2 separate regions of the Gossypium raimondii genome follow, and region 1 is linked to region 2. A link is a contact called in public Hi-C data. All regions are on one chromosome and are shown on one strand. The core of a region is the stretch at or near the end of the contact, and the rest is flanking DNA. Distances in the headings are between cores, read along the strand shown. Region 1 holds the start of LOC105772548 (lysine-specific demethylase JMJ30). Region 2 holds the start of LOC105773531.

Region 1 (6,449 bases), core at 2,933-5,432, 250 kb before region 2:
CAAAAATAAATAAAGGAAATAGAATTAAATAGCTTTCAATAATACAATCTCCATCCATAATAGGAATTCTTAGTGACAATAACTAGGTAGTTAAGTGAAGAATAACTTTACAATTTTAAAGACTTCAGCAAACCATTTTATTTCCGCTCCTAAGTCCAAAAGTGGGTGGCTGAACCATCTAGACCAATCCTTAAGTTCCTTCAGTTAACCATTTTTAGTATTGGGGCAGGTTAACCAATCATTTCTTACAGCAAGAATATTATGAAAAGATTCTAACTAGATTATGGCATTACCCATGATGTGGGTGGAACAAAAACTTATATAACAAATGTATTTATAAAAAAAGTAATAAAAAAAATAACTGAGACTTTGGTTGAAATAGTGAAGTTAAGTTATTAAAGTCAGATGTTTTAGGTTCAAACCTTATTTTGTGCATTTCTCTAGATTTTACATAAAACATAAAAATGGCAAAAATAGTCATATTAATGTTTGTTATTTTATTAAAGGAACAGGTTTCCGGTAATTTCCCAATTGAGTTGGGACTGGGTTAATGGGTGACACTGACCCAATCAGCCCTTTAAATAATAGTGTACGTACAAGAATTCCTTTTTGTTTTGTTGCTGAATAAATGATGAAAGCTTGTTTAATTCACCAAACACCCAACTACAACGTTCCCTGAAAGATTCATCCGTCAAAGGAAAGATCTGAAGCTTTTTTCCATTATGATCATTAAGAATCCTATTACCTGGAGAAGGATTCCATTGCTCAACTAAATTGCCTGAGAACTACACATGATCACATAATCATTAGTCAAGCAAAACAAAGTAAGCAAAACGATATGATAACTGACGGATTAAGAAGGGTTGGGTTTAGTGGAAAGCTTAAATATTTGCAAATACTGGGTGTGAGCCCACTTGATTGTCTGATTGTAACAAGGTAAGTACATTAATCTAGATGTAGAAGGATATCTGGGTTCAATTTTGGCAATAATGGCTCCATCCGCTAAGGAATAATAATTAGTTGGGATACACTAGAAGATCAACCATTTAGTAACCTTACAATCAAGAAAACACTCAGGTACGTGACTCTTTGCAAGTGCCTCAAGATTGAGTAAATTCATTACAATGCCCACAAAAAAAAAAAACTAAAGCATAAGGATCTTTAACCTAGCAATCGCTCATTGAGCATATGAAGACACAAATTGCCTTCGGAACCAAACTAAAACCATCAGGATCTATGTAAGAATACAAAAAAAGATGAGCCACAAACCCACATTAGATTATCAAGATCCACACAAGAATGCGCCTTAGCTTAAATGCTGTGAGAAAATAATTAAGATCGGTAACAGAGAAATATTCCCAGTTAAGTGACTTAATATGTAGAAAAGATCAAATAAATATGTTTAAAAGATCAAATTATGTAGAAAAGATCAGATAAATTACTGTTTAAAAGAGAAAATAGTATATATGCAGGTAGGAGAACATATGTGAGGAAGAGATAATGTACCAAAGCATTTGTTACAGATTTGATCTCTACTGAATTTTGAAAAAAAAAAAAAACAGGAAGATTAATCACCTCAACTGGGACAGTACGATCACCAGCAATCCTTCTTAAATAATCCATATCATTCCACCTTGTCCTAGCTGGCCAGTGAGCCATACAATCAGTAATTATAACTGGAGAACCTGAGAGGAAATATTCACATAGAAATGCCTCCAAAGATAGGGCGGACCTCTTCCCCACAATCTTGGAAGACAATGACCTTATTGGTAAAATTTGTAGCACCTATAGGATCAGAACGAAACAGAAACAGAGATTAAACTCAGATATCATGCTACCATACCAATTTCTCTTTATCAGAAATATTCAACCATCCTATTCAAAAAATAATAAATTACAGGAAAAAGGAGCTAGCCAACATGATAAAATGATGTAAACTATTATTTATGTATGTAAGTATATAAAAGAACTAAAGAAATGATAAATGGACAAGTTACCCTGTTTTTACTTTGAAGAATAAAATAATACACACAGCTACAACTTCTGAAAGTAGCATATCACGGTTATACCCCCTTTTCCTTGTGAGCATGTGTCTGTATGTGATGGTTATTGTTCATTTTTAACAAAATAAAAATAAGAAACACCGTTGTTAAACTACCTGGTGGATCCTTGTACTATAATTTTAGGAGCTAATATGTAAAATTATAAACGACAGTAAAGTTATGGTGTTAAAAGATGCTGACTTGTCATGTCTAAAGTAAGCAAAATTTAGTCCTTGTGGCGTTTTGAAAATGCTGAATTTTAGTTTTATATATTTTTCCAGATCACTTTAAAATACAAGTCAGAATTTTTTTTAACATTCAAGGTTACCTCATTGTTTCAGAATTAAATAGACCAGGACCAAAAAAAAAAAAAGAGAGAGAGAGAAAGACCAAGACAATATTACTCAGTTTTATAATAGAGAGCCTATTTACACTTCAATCTATAATCCAGGGACTTGTGGGGTAGTTTAACCAATAGAATCCACATAACAAGTCAGCGATAGATGGAAACCATGGTATTTATATTGTAAGCATCAAATCAAACTTAACCACAAAGAGAAGAAAAAGTAAAATTCTATTGATAATATCCTCAATGTTTTATTCATTTAAGGCACAAGCATAGATGAAGCAAGAATCAAACCATCAATACATACTCGGAAAAGAAAAATAAAATTGTTATAAATAGTATTTATTTATACTATATAGAATGTGTCTAATTGAGCTAGTGTCACTAGTTAAAAGCGCAAACTCGGTAAGAAAAGTACAAAAGAAGACCAAAAATTATGTTATAATAACAAAATGGAATTAGAGGAATTTAGGTCCTCTAACTTTAAAAAAGATGTCTACCCACTCTGTTTTTATAATTATACAACAAATCAGATGGACGCTGAACTCTCATAAGCATAAGAAACTCAAAGGGATTCTGCATTTGAGCATTTTCTTTTTCTTCCAATAATCTGATGAAGTAAAAGTTTGTTCTAACACATCCACAAGGGAATCAAACAACAGACACTATAATCAATTCACAGAAGAGAAAAACTAAAACTTCATATAGTTTTTGAGTTTTTATTGACATTAAATTTGTTCTGAAGTTGATAAAAAGCAAAAGAAACTAGTAAAACTCATAATCTCATTCAATTAGAAAATGTAACCCGAATTCATGTATAAGTATATCTTATTATTAAATACTAAAAGATCAAAAACTTTCATTGTCAACTATTAAAAAGTATATTCTAGCACGCATCCAAACATGCTTTTGGCTTCAATATCAAAAGCAATCTCCACAAGGAAACTACAATAAACCCTAAATTTAACCAATTAACATTATAACTATGTTTATACTATCATAAACATTATTACTAATCATGATTAGTTAAGATAATATTACAACAATTGGTTTTTCATTCCAAGGAAGAAGAACATTTTCAATGCATTTTTCTATCTATAAGTACAGTCTGTCTTTAACAATATCCAATTTCATTAGAACAAGCAAAAGATTTTTTTTTTAAATGTAGAAAACGAACCTTACCTCGGACTTATCGAACTCCTGTGGAGAAATCAGCAATCGGGACCCTGCCTCTCCGTGACCTTCTTTATCATCATCAGCTACTCCGTTATGATAGTGCCTGGACTTGGCGGCCAAAACGACTTCGATTGCGGAGTCCAAATCTTTCCTAAGCAAAGGACCGCCCATTATGATGCCCATGTCCAAAGACCTAAGAGCATCTCTGAACTCACCATTGGAGAAATGGAATTTGGCCACATGTAGGCAGGCCATGGAGTAAGCGTCACGCCAGACGGGGAGAACAGAGTGCCAAGGACCGGAGTGAAGTTGCTCCCAGGCCATCTCACATGCGGCCTCGGCAGCGCGTTGGTCGCCGGCAGCGGCTAAAGTGGCCATGCGGGTAAAAGCGTAGCCTCCATGGGAGGTGATGGATTGGAGGAGGGCAGGGGACTCGGAGTCTAGAGTTGGGGTTGAAATGGCGGTGGCGATGTTGGCGGCGGGGGAGGACATGGGTGAAGGATGGCAGTTAAAGTGTTGCAGTGGTATTTTTGGGGAAGATAGTTGGTGGTGAAGGACAGGTAGGTGCGGCAATGCCCTTTTTAATGATTAGTCAAGACTTTTGGGGCTTTGGAGGAAGATATTTGATGAGATATTTACATAATAGATTATGAAACTCAATCCTTTTTTTAAGTCTACAATTTTCCTTTTCTTTCCTTCTAGAAGCTACGGTTTCTCTTTTAACATTGAAAACGAAATGCAAGTAAATTATAGTATTACTAAATTTTATCATGCCTACAATAATTATTATAGGTTTTGATAAGAATTTTCATGTGTCTTTTAATTATTTTTATGACATTAACTAAGTCATTTATTTTGTACTTTTCTCTCTACCTTATGAATTTTTAAAATAAAATCTCGATTCGAGAATCTTAAATTAAAATTATAAATCAATTTAATTTGCTATAGAAAAAAATCAATAAAAGGAACTAAAACAACTCTTTTCATCTATTCTTCTAAAACCAACGTAAACTAATAACAACAAAGAAATTGATTCTTTAAAATATGTTTGAATTCAAGAATTTAATAGAAAATCCACTTCATCGAGATGTAGTCTTGAAGAGAATATCAAGTCGAGAGAAAATTAAGAGGATTTTAGAGTGTGAAAAAAAAGTGTTTCATGGAAATGAGAAAAACAACTTCCTCCAACTAATACTTCAAAATGAGAATTTTGCTAATATAGACTTAGTCTAATTGAAAACAACCTCTAATTCTTAAAATTATATTTTAATATTCACACATTAACACCATTAATTTTGCTAACTTTATAATCTAGTCCATAAGTCTTAATTATTAGGCTTTCTACTCAAACCCTTAATAAATCTAATTAATGCCTACACAGTAATCAATGAATCTCCATCACCTTATTGAATACATCCTCGAAATCTTCTCAGTTTAACTTCCCAAAATGACTCAGTTTAAGATATTCAGTCCAAAATTGAAATTTTTGACACCAACAAAATCGAGTCATTACAGTTTTTCTTTATAGAGTTTCAATTCAATACTTGTATTTGTTTGTGGAACAAAGTCTATTCATCATTTGATTCATGAGCTAGAGGATAGTGGAGAAGATTTGATCGGTTGAAAATAAAGTTGAAGTTATGTGAGAGTCCAAAACCAATCTTGTAGGATTCCACTAGGTAAACTTCGAATGAACTTTTGGATATGCTCCATCTATCTTTTGGGGTGATTCTCTAAATCCTAGAGCTTCAAGTTCTCTTTGAAATGATTTTTGAATCACTTGATTTTGTGGCTTGTAGACCATGTTATGATCATTTTCATAAAGGAGTGCAATTAAATGTGGGAAGTTCGAGATTACTCTATGGGTTTTACAATGGAAACATTGAATTGACTTTTCGAGACCTTTCAACTACCTTTTTGGGCTATTCTTCTGCCCAAACAATAGATCTTTGAGTCATGTTTGAACCAGTTTTTGAATCACCTGATTTTGAGGTTTGTAGCCCGTGATATGGTTGTTTACATAAAAGAATGTAGTTCATTGTGGCTAGTTCGAGTTCAATCGCAAAACAAATTATACAACTTATTATTTATAGTGACTTTGTTTAGTTGCCTGTAATCAATATACAACCTAAATGACCCATCTTTCTTTTTCACTAATAGAACTAGTGCACCCCAAGGTGACACACTTGACCGTATGAAACCTCTACCAATCAACTCTTGCAACTGTGTTTTAAGTTATTTTAATTCTATTGGTGCCATTTTGTATGGTGCAATAGATATTAGAGTAGGCCTTGGAATTAAATCAATCACGAATTCAACTTCCTATTTTGGAGATAACCTAGGCAATTCTTCTGGAAACACATCCATAAATTCATTAACAGTCGGTACCTGATCAATCTTCAATTCCAATTCTCGAGTATCAAGAATGTAAGCCAAAAATGCTTCACAACCCTTTCTGAATAATTTCTAAATAGAGATTACCGATATAATATTTGTAGCACAATCAGGTCTATTAGATTCGACAATAATCAACTCACCATTCTGACATCTTAAATCAAATTGTTTCAGCCTACAGTTTACCACAGCATCATGTAAAGTTCACCAGTCCATACCTAGAATAACATCAAATTCGTGAAATGGCAATAACATCAAATTAGCAAGAAAGTCACAACATTGAATTCTTAGTGGACACTTTTTACATATTAGATTGACTATAACACTTTGACCTAGACGATTTGTAACTCTAACATCAAATCTAGTTGTCTCAACAAGTATGTTCTTATCTGTTACTGATGCAGTGCAAATATATGAATGTGTTTGCCTAAGATCAATTAGTGCATATATAGTAACATTAAAGAAAAAGAAGGTACCAACAATAACGTTGG
Region 2 (7,410 bases), core at 2,161-4,660:
ATATTCTACTTGGCATCATGTATTCGTACCTTAACAAGGACTGGTTGATGAGTAAGATTTATTAATATCTCATTGGCTGAAGTATATTGTATATGCATTGAAAATAGTTACCACCGGTGTTGTAGAAGGTATACTTCGACATAACAGTTTGTGCACCAAGAAAAGAAACTTATATCATCAGATATTAGTGTGAAAGACATACCTCAAAATTTCGCCTCCAAGAGCTAGAAAAATAAGGGTTTGAACTGTTCATTGACCCTTCAATAATAACTTGGACATTCATCATATCCCCAACACCAGCCACTAGTTTCTTGCTCTGAGAAAGATAAATCAATAAGAAACTAGGTAATAGTACAGATTGAATAGTACAGGGAATATGAAAAAACAAACCTCTACAAAAGCAGGTTCAAATCGATAGTTTTCAGCTACAGCCCAAATTGGTTGACCAGGGTTGGTACTAACGGATTTGTAACTAGCCAGTGCAGTTTCTATCTCGGGTATACCTAAAAAATAAAAACATCCCACTTTCTTATTCATGCAGTTTTCTTTAAAACAATTTTTTCAAACGAAGATAAGGGCAGTTGTTGGAGGAAGATGGAAAAAATTAATTCTAAATGCTCAAAACTTGCAAAAAGTGATTTATCAATAAAATTTAATTAATGCCAAAAAGAATGAATGCTGATTTGAGATCCCTTTTTCCTTGTTATGCAAATAAGATAAGTAAGCTTGCAAGAAATCTTCAAGTTCACAAAAAAAGGGAAAAAATGAAATACTATATATTAAGTTAAAACTCAGTAGTCCAGAACAGATAGAAATCAGTGCATATAGACAAAAGAAATGGATTACCTTCAAAGAATTTGTTTTAATAGGGATAATATATAGAAGATTTTTGGAAATATTTTAAAGGCAACAGCAATGATTTCTTGACAACATTCAGGGATTAAACCAAAAGGTACGTTATTATGATTGAGATAAAACTCAATAATCAGGATCTATTTAGCCGACTGTTAATGCTTCAAAACCAGCCAAGATTTATTTTGTACTCAATCCGTGCCTAGCCATCCATTGAAGTGGATGCTTCAGCCTAAGCTGACTATCTTCAATAAGCATGCAGTAATATTTAGAAATAATTACTCTTCACAATGACTTTCTGAATATTAATATTTTACCCAAACGGTGTAAACGATAAAAGAAAACAAAAGATTAAATTTGGTTTATGCACATCTACTTAGTTCAAAAAATCATATTTAAAACAATTACTTCAAATGCTGAAGACATGTCACTTTGGAATCTTGAAAATTTTGTTCTTAAAGTATCAAAGAGAAAAAAATTGTTTCAGGAGGTAAAATGTTTTGCCTCTCTCAAAAGTGAAGTTTGCAAACAAAAAAGCTTATGGTAAGATTTGTCTTCTCAATGAGGCAAATTGCTTTTTGTCTTCATTATCAGAAAATAATAAACTTGAAGTTGAGAGAAGTGTCATCCTTGAGACTTATGGTAAGATGTGTCCTACTTCTGATCCTCATTTCCAACTTCAAGCATATTTTGCTTCTGTAAATTCTTCTTTATTTCATGTTCAAGTATGTTCATATGTTAGATCTGTAATAAGATTTATGTTCTAAAATTAGAAACTATATAAAAATTAACTGAAAAAGTATGGAACTTACTAGTTGCTGCAGGTTTCTCTAGAGATCCCCAAGTTAACCAGGTAAAACATATGGCACACCCAAAACAAAAAGAAAATTAGTAAATTGCACATGGAAGAATAAAATAATAAGACTACTATTCCAATCCCATAATGCAAAATATGCTTATCTAGCCATGATGTATTACAACAAGTCATAGATGCATCATCTATCTTCCTTTCCATTCAAGAAAAATGAAAAAAAAGGGGGACGAGGTAGTGAAATTTGTTGGATTTCTGTTCTTTGAAAGGAAAATGGTAGTCAAATTCAAGAGATTCTATACAAAATAAATCCAAACTGGGAAAAAAGTTTGAGAGCCTCATTAAAGGGATAACGAACTAACTCACTTGCCCTAATAGTTAGAGCATACCAATGTATCTCACCTTGAATGACATGCTTTCCTGCTTTTAGCAACTTTAGGGAGATATCTACCTGCATGGTTTAATTCATATGTAAGCAAATAACCAACAACAATAGACTAATGTTCGTAATATTAGTACCTTATAAAATTATCTCCCATTAGGAGTTGGAATCAAACCCTGGTCTCTTCCCTATTAATTTTCTAAGCCATCCTCTATATTGTAAAAATACAAGTTTCACATGAAAATTTACTTTAGACAGAGACAGACATATGTAAAGAGTTATACTATTGACTAAAATTTTAGATCAAAATGCAGATAAAGAATGAAGGTAGAAAACAATTATAGAACTTGAAAATAATGACTAGAAATTATGAACATTCAAAGTTTAGGCTAGAAGTTATGTTTTCATGATTTGATGTGATTTGTTATCTACCAAAGTACCAAAACCACAAGAACACTCACCTTAGGATGATTTTTTTAGTCATTTTACAGATTCATTAAGGGTACTTATGAAAGCAATACCAAAGAAATATTTTCATATTTTATGAAAGAACTGCTCATACATCGCTACATTTCATGAAGACATTTTTTAAAGAAAGAAATCAAAGCCAGTTCCCTCAAGGCATTGATTAGCAAGATCCACATCTAAATTCTACCATAAAAGATGGTTGATCTCTATGTTTTCTTTTCTTTTTTCTTTTTATTGTTACTTAGATGACTCGTATTACAATTTACATAAACGCAATGAAAGTTCAGGGATAAAATAATGCTGAAGAAATGGGAAAATAAAGAACCTGAACTTGACCAGCCAAAACGACAGCAGTACCAATAAGAGAAGAATCCTGCATGATGTCGTTTAGACCTTGGTCTCCCCATTTACATTCTACTCCAGGAAAATGCTGTTTGGCTATCTCAACAGCTCTTCTCGAAGATTCCTTCTCGGTATGAACCACAACATCATTACCATTTCAATATACAGCAAAAAGAATACAAATATATATACATTTTCAAAATATTGAGTAAGAAGAAAGGGGAAAAAGAAACCTCTGAACGGCTCCAGATATATTTGAGGCAGAAGAGATGTGAGATCTCGGCGAGTCTCGGGATGTATTGAGTTTTTACAAATATTCCAGCCCCCAGAACCGCGATTTGTGGAAGGGTAGCCATTTTTGAAGGATCTTACTTTTTTAGCAAAAATTTAGATAGATCGATCTTTTACGATTTTGTTATGTGGGGGTTTGGAGTTTGAAGTTTGAAGTCGACTGCAACTGCAATGTGGTCAGAGGAAAAGAATGCGTTTGGAAGTTGAGAGGGACGCAGAAAATTCTAACACGAGCTACCAAAAACGAGCCTTCAGTGGGATCACAAATATAATAACAGTTAGATTATCCCATAGAAAATCTGAACCACTAGAAAAAAAAAGGAAGAAAATTTTGAGCATAAACCGGTATTTGCCGGTTCTAAGTAAAGAAAAAAAAAGGAGGCTTTTTGTTCTTTCTTGTTTTTATTCGGGAAAGAAAGAGAAGCTTTCCGTTTCTATTCCACAACAAAAGTTTTCCCTTAGCTTATGTGAATTAAGGTTGCATTTGGGTTTTGTTTTTCGTACCCTTTTCTACGGATGTTTAAACTTCGATTAAAATTAAATTAATTGATTAAACTGATCTAATTTAGTTAATCAATGGTTAATCGATCTAGTTTGGTCAGAGATCGATAAGGATTTTTTGAAATTTCGATTAACAGTTAATTAACTGAATTAATTGAACTTAATAAATAACATTATATATTATATGTATTAAACTATTCTAATTCGATCAAATGAATATTGCCAATTTTTTTTTTGATATGTTTTATACCTTTTTAACCAAAAAAAAAACAAAATATATATTTCGGTTAATTTGGTCCAAATTAACCGAAATATTTCAGTTCACTTAATTTTTTTGAAAAGTTTTTGGTTCGGTTAACAATTAAAGGATTAAAAAGTTTGGTCAATTTGATTAATACTAGTTCGGTTCGGTTAATTGTTTGAACACCCCTACCCTCTTCTTCCTCTTCTTTAACAAAATCTAGGATTACATTCGATAGCGCAAAATTCTTCTTCACGACAAGTGTGAAGTTAAGAGCTAGGTTCTTGAAACTTGACCGAAAATCCTTTCAAAAAAACTTGTGATTTATAATTTAGTGAGTTCTAGGATTTGTAAAATAGGGGTTTTCTTGATTAAGTGATGGAATTAGTTTGCTATGAGGTCTAACTACTCGTGCAAAAGCCAAGCCAAGATAAACTTGATCATACAAGACATTATGTGATGAGGACTTTAGCACCTTCAAGGAAGTGAAATTGAGGTTAAGGGTCTGTTTGTTTGATTGAAAATGGTTTCCAAAAAATAATTTCTGGAAAATAACTTATTTTTCTTGAAAAATTAATTTTTATAGTGTTTGGATAAATTTGTACAAAATATTTTCTGTTGTTTAGTAGATTTCTTGAAAATATTTCATAAAAGTTGTTTTAAATGAAACAAAAATACATTTGAGAATTTATTATCTTTTCATTGTTTAATTAAATTTATATTTACATTGTTTTTACATATATTGTAATGATTTATTTATAAATAAATACATCAAATTAAATATATAATAGTACTTAATTATTAACCTAGAATATTAATAGTCATAAATTGAAAACAACCAAAGTGGATAGATGATTCTTAATTATGTTATAAAAAATAAAAATAAAAACAAAGATTGAATAGTAATAAATTAGCTTCTAAATCACAATTAATACTACAAATTAATAATATTATCCAAGTGCATAATTAGTAATACACCACATGATAACTAAAATATTGCCCAAGTGCATAACTAGTATTACACCGCATTAAAGCATCAACATCTTTAACCTTGAGAAAATTTTTGAAATCAAATTTTTGTATGCTTCATACTTTCAACTAAGAAAGTTTTGGCCTCGGATTCATAACCCACAAGATAATCAAACACACTATGAAGAAAATCGTCATCAAATCCTTCCACTTCCATGGACATCACTTCTTATTAAAGAAGTGGTGTTTATCCGTAGTAAATTGTTCCAATGCATTAGCAATCTTACCAAATTGTTCACCTACAAATTTAATTTGTTCATCGACGACACTTTCTTAAGCATTTTTCTCTTTTACGTTTAGATGTGCCGGATGAACATACTTTTGTTCTTACCTCCTCAACTTTCTCATTGTCGTAGTCTACAGGCACTGAATCTTGGTTACCATTATCCAAGTCTATGTCAGCAAATGTTTTAGCAAAACTCCCTATCGTCATATCGTCATATCATTTCATCATAATGATCAACGCTTTTTCTCAAAAATGGTTCATACTTCTTGTATGCCTATTAGATATTATACACAACTAGAATACCAAGTAAAAACAACTAAAATATATTTAACATATATATACATATATTACCATCATTATTGTATCATATGTCGCTCTATCGCATATGATCATTTTCATGTTATCATCCCATCGAAAACCACATTTGCTCTATTAGATGATTTTTCACATGCTTATCATCATATTGAACTTGGAATCTTTCAGAAATAGTTGTAGCAACTCGATTAAAAGAAATTTCTTTGAAAGTGTTAGAAGACTTATTTCCTTTTTGGGCCTCCTCTACTAGAATTTCGAGAAAAAGATATCACATCGATTTTGTCCACCTAAATTACTTTATTGTCCCTTCTTTGTTACCCTTACCCATTCTACATTAATAATTGACATTGTCGATAATTTTAAAATCCAACAAGCTTAAAACATAATAATTTCAATATCCAACAATAATTTCAATGTCAATATCCAACAAACATTAAAAAAAATAACAATTTTAATACTAAAACATGCATAACATAGAAACATTAACCCTGAGCCCTAAACCTACCTAATGGTTCTAGCCATATAATCAGTCCACATAGTGTGTGCAATTTCCTTTCTTAGCAGACCATTCTCTTGCTTCTTCTCTTTCTTCTCGCTCCGTAAGAGTTTGTATTATCAAATCAGACACATGCTCCTCATATAATCCTTAATTAAGTAAATTATTAGAATCAAGTTCCATTATATGATTATGAATGGTATAACAAGCCAAAATTATATCTACTTGAGTATAAAAATTCCAAAATGGTTCAACATCTAACACATGAAACCATTTTTTCAAAATCCCAAAAACACATTCAATAGTGATTCACAATGATGAATCACGAAGATTAAAGAGTTCATTTGTATTTTATGTCCCCTGATCACTAAACTCTTTTAAATGATATCGAACACCACAATTTGTGGTAATATATTCATTTCGGATGCCATATCCAGTATCAACAAGATAATATTTACCTACAATTTTACCAAACATAATTATTACTAATAAATTATGAGTTTACTTGAACTATTTGGTATTTAATGTTAATTCTTACCTTCCGAAATTCTTAGTCCTCTTGGGCGTAAAAGTGCATCACTTAAAATACGAGAATCATGTGCACTACCTTCCTAACTAGCTAGAACATAGGAAAATTTCAAATAAAATGTAATGAAAACCAATACATTTTGTCTCATCCCCCTTTTACGGCTACGAAATCTTCCTTGAATGCTAAGTGGAACAAATGCACGAACATGAGTTTCATCTAATTCTCCAATACAATCTTTAAAATAAGGACAAAACCTTGGATTGTTTCTAATTTCACTAGGGGTTGACTCATCAGGTAATCTAATAACTAATTTATACAATTTCAAAATATCTATATTTTGATGTTTCTATTCATACTAAAAGCTCTATTAACATCTCTCAGAGATTTCTTAACAATTCCATTTAAAGTTTGCTTGTAAGTGCAACCTAACATTCATATGCCCTTTTTTTATATGCTCAATCAAGTTATGATCCCATCACATACCATGTGTTCTCATTAAGAGTAAAGAGAGTAATATTTCCTAAAAGAGCTAGATGATAATAAAGGAAAAGTCACTGGTAAGTGTTTATGGTTCCTAGGTAAATTTGAAGAAAATACATGCTTTAGTTATCACACTACGCCATGAAACACTTGGAAATAAATTTCCATCTTCAGTTTTCATAAAGTCGTAGGAAGTAAACTAATGAACCTAAAATTTCAGATCACACATAATAAGGGTTCATGTAACAAACCAACCACTCTTTTCAAATTGTTCATTCATTTGCTACATCAGAACATTAAGCAAACAAAAGAAGAAGTCCCTTAAACATGAAAAGATGTAAAGAAAGTAAAAGCATCCCTCATTCGAATTAAGCTTGACTATGGTTACTACATCAACCAATACAACCAATTATCTAAGTAATTGAATGAAGCATGCAACTTTGTTTA

Evidence for each region. Hi-C and Micro-C count contacts between places; a contact is called where the count stands out from the background.
Region 1: a Hi-C map of leaf shows a contact between it and region 2, with 1.7 times the contacts expected there. The contact joins the promoter of LOC105772548 here to the promoter of LOC105773531 in region 2. A contact is called at or near these places in 2 of 2 Hi-C or Micro-C datasets (both in leaf).

What each region holds. Positions count from the first base shown.
Region 1 is chr6:28,028,621-28,035,069 of ASM2569854v1, reverse strand. It overlaps LOC105772548 (lysine-specific demethylase JMJ30), which reads right to left and starts at 4,182. Exons shown (of 7, transcript XM_052632553.1): 1 at 3,571-4,182; 2 at 1,576-1,785; 3 at 746-785. The coding sequence starts at 4,056.
Region 2 is chr6:27,773,741-27,781,150 of ASM2569854v1, reverse strand. It overlaps LOC105773531, which reads right to left and starts at 3,410. Exons shown (of 12, transcript XM_012595512.2): 1 at 3,089-3,410; 2 at 2,839-2,979; 3 at 2,066-2,114; 4 at 1,665-1,682; 5 at 391-503; 6 at 203-316. The coding sequence starts at 3,211.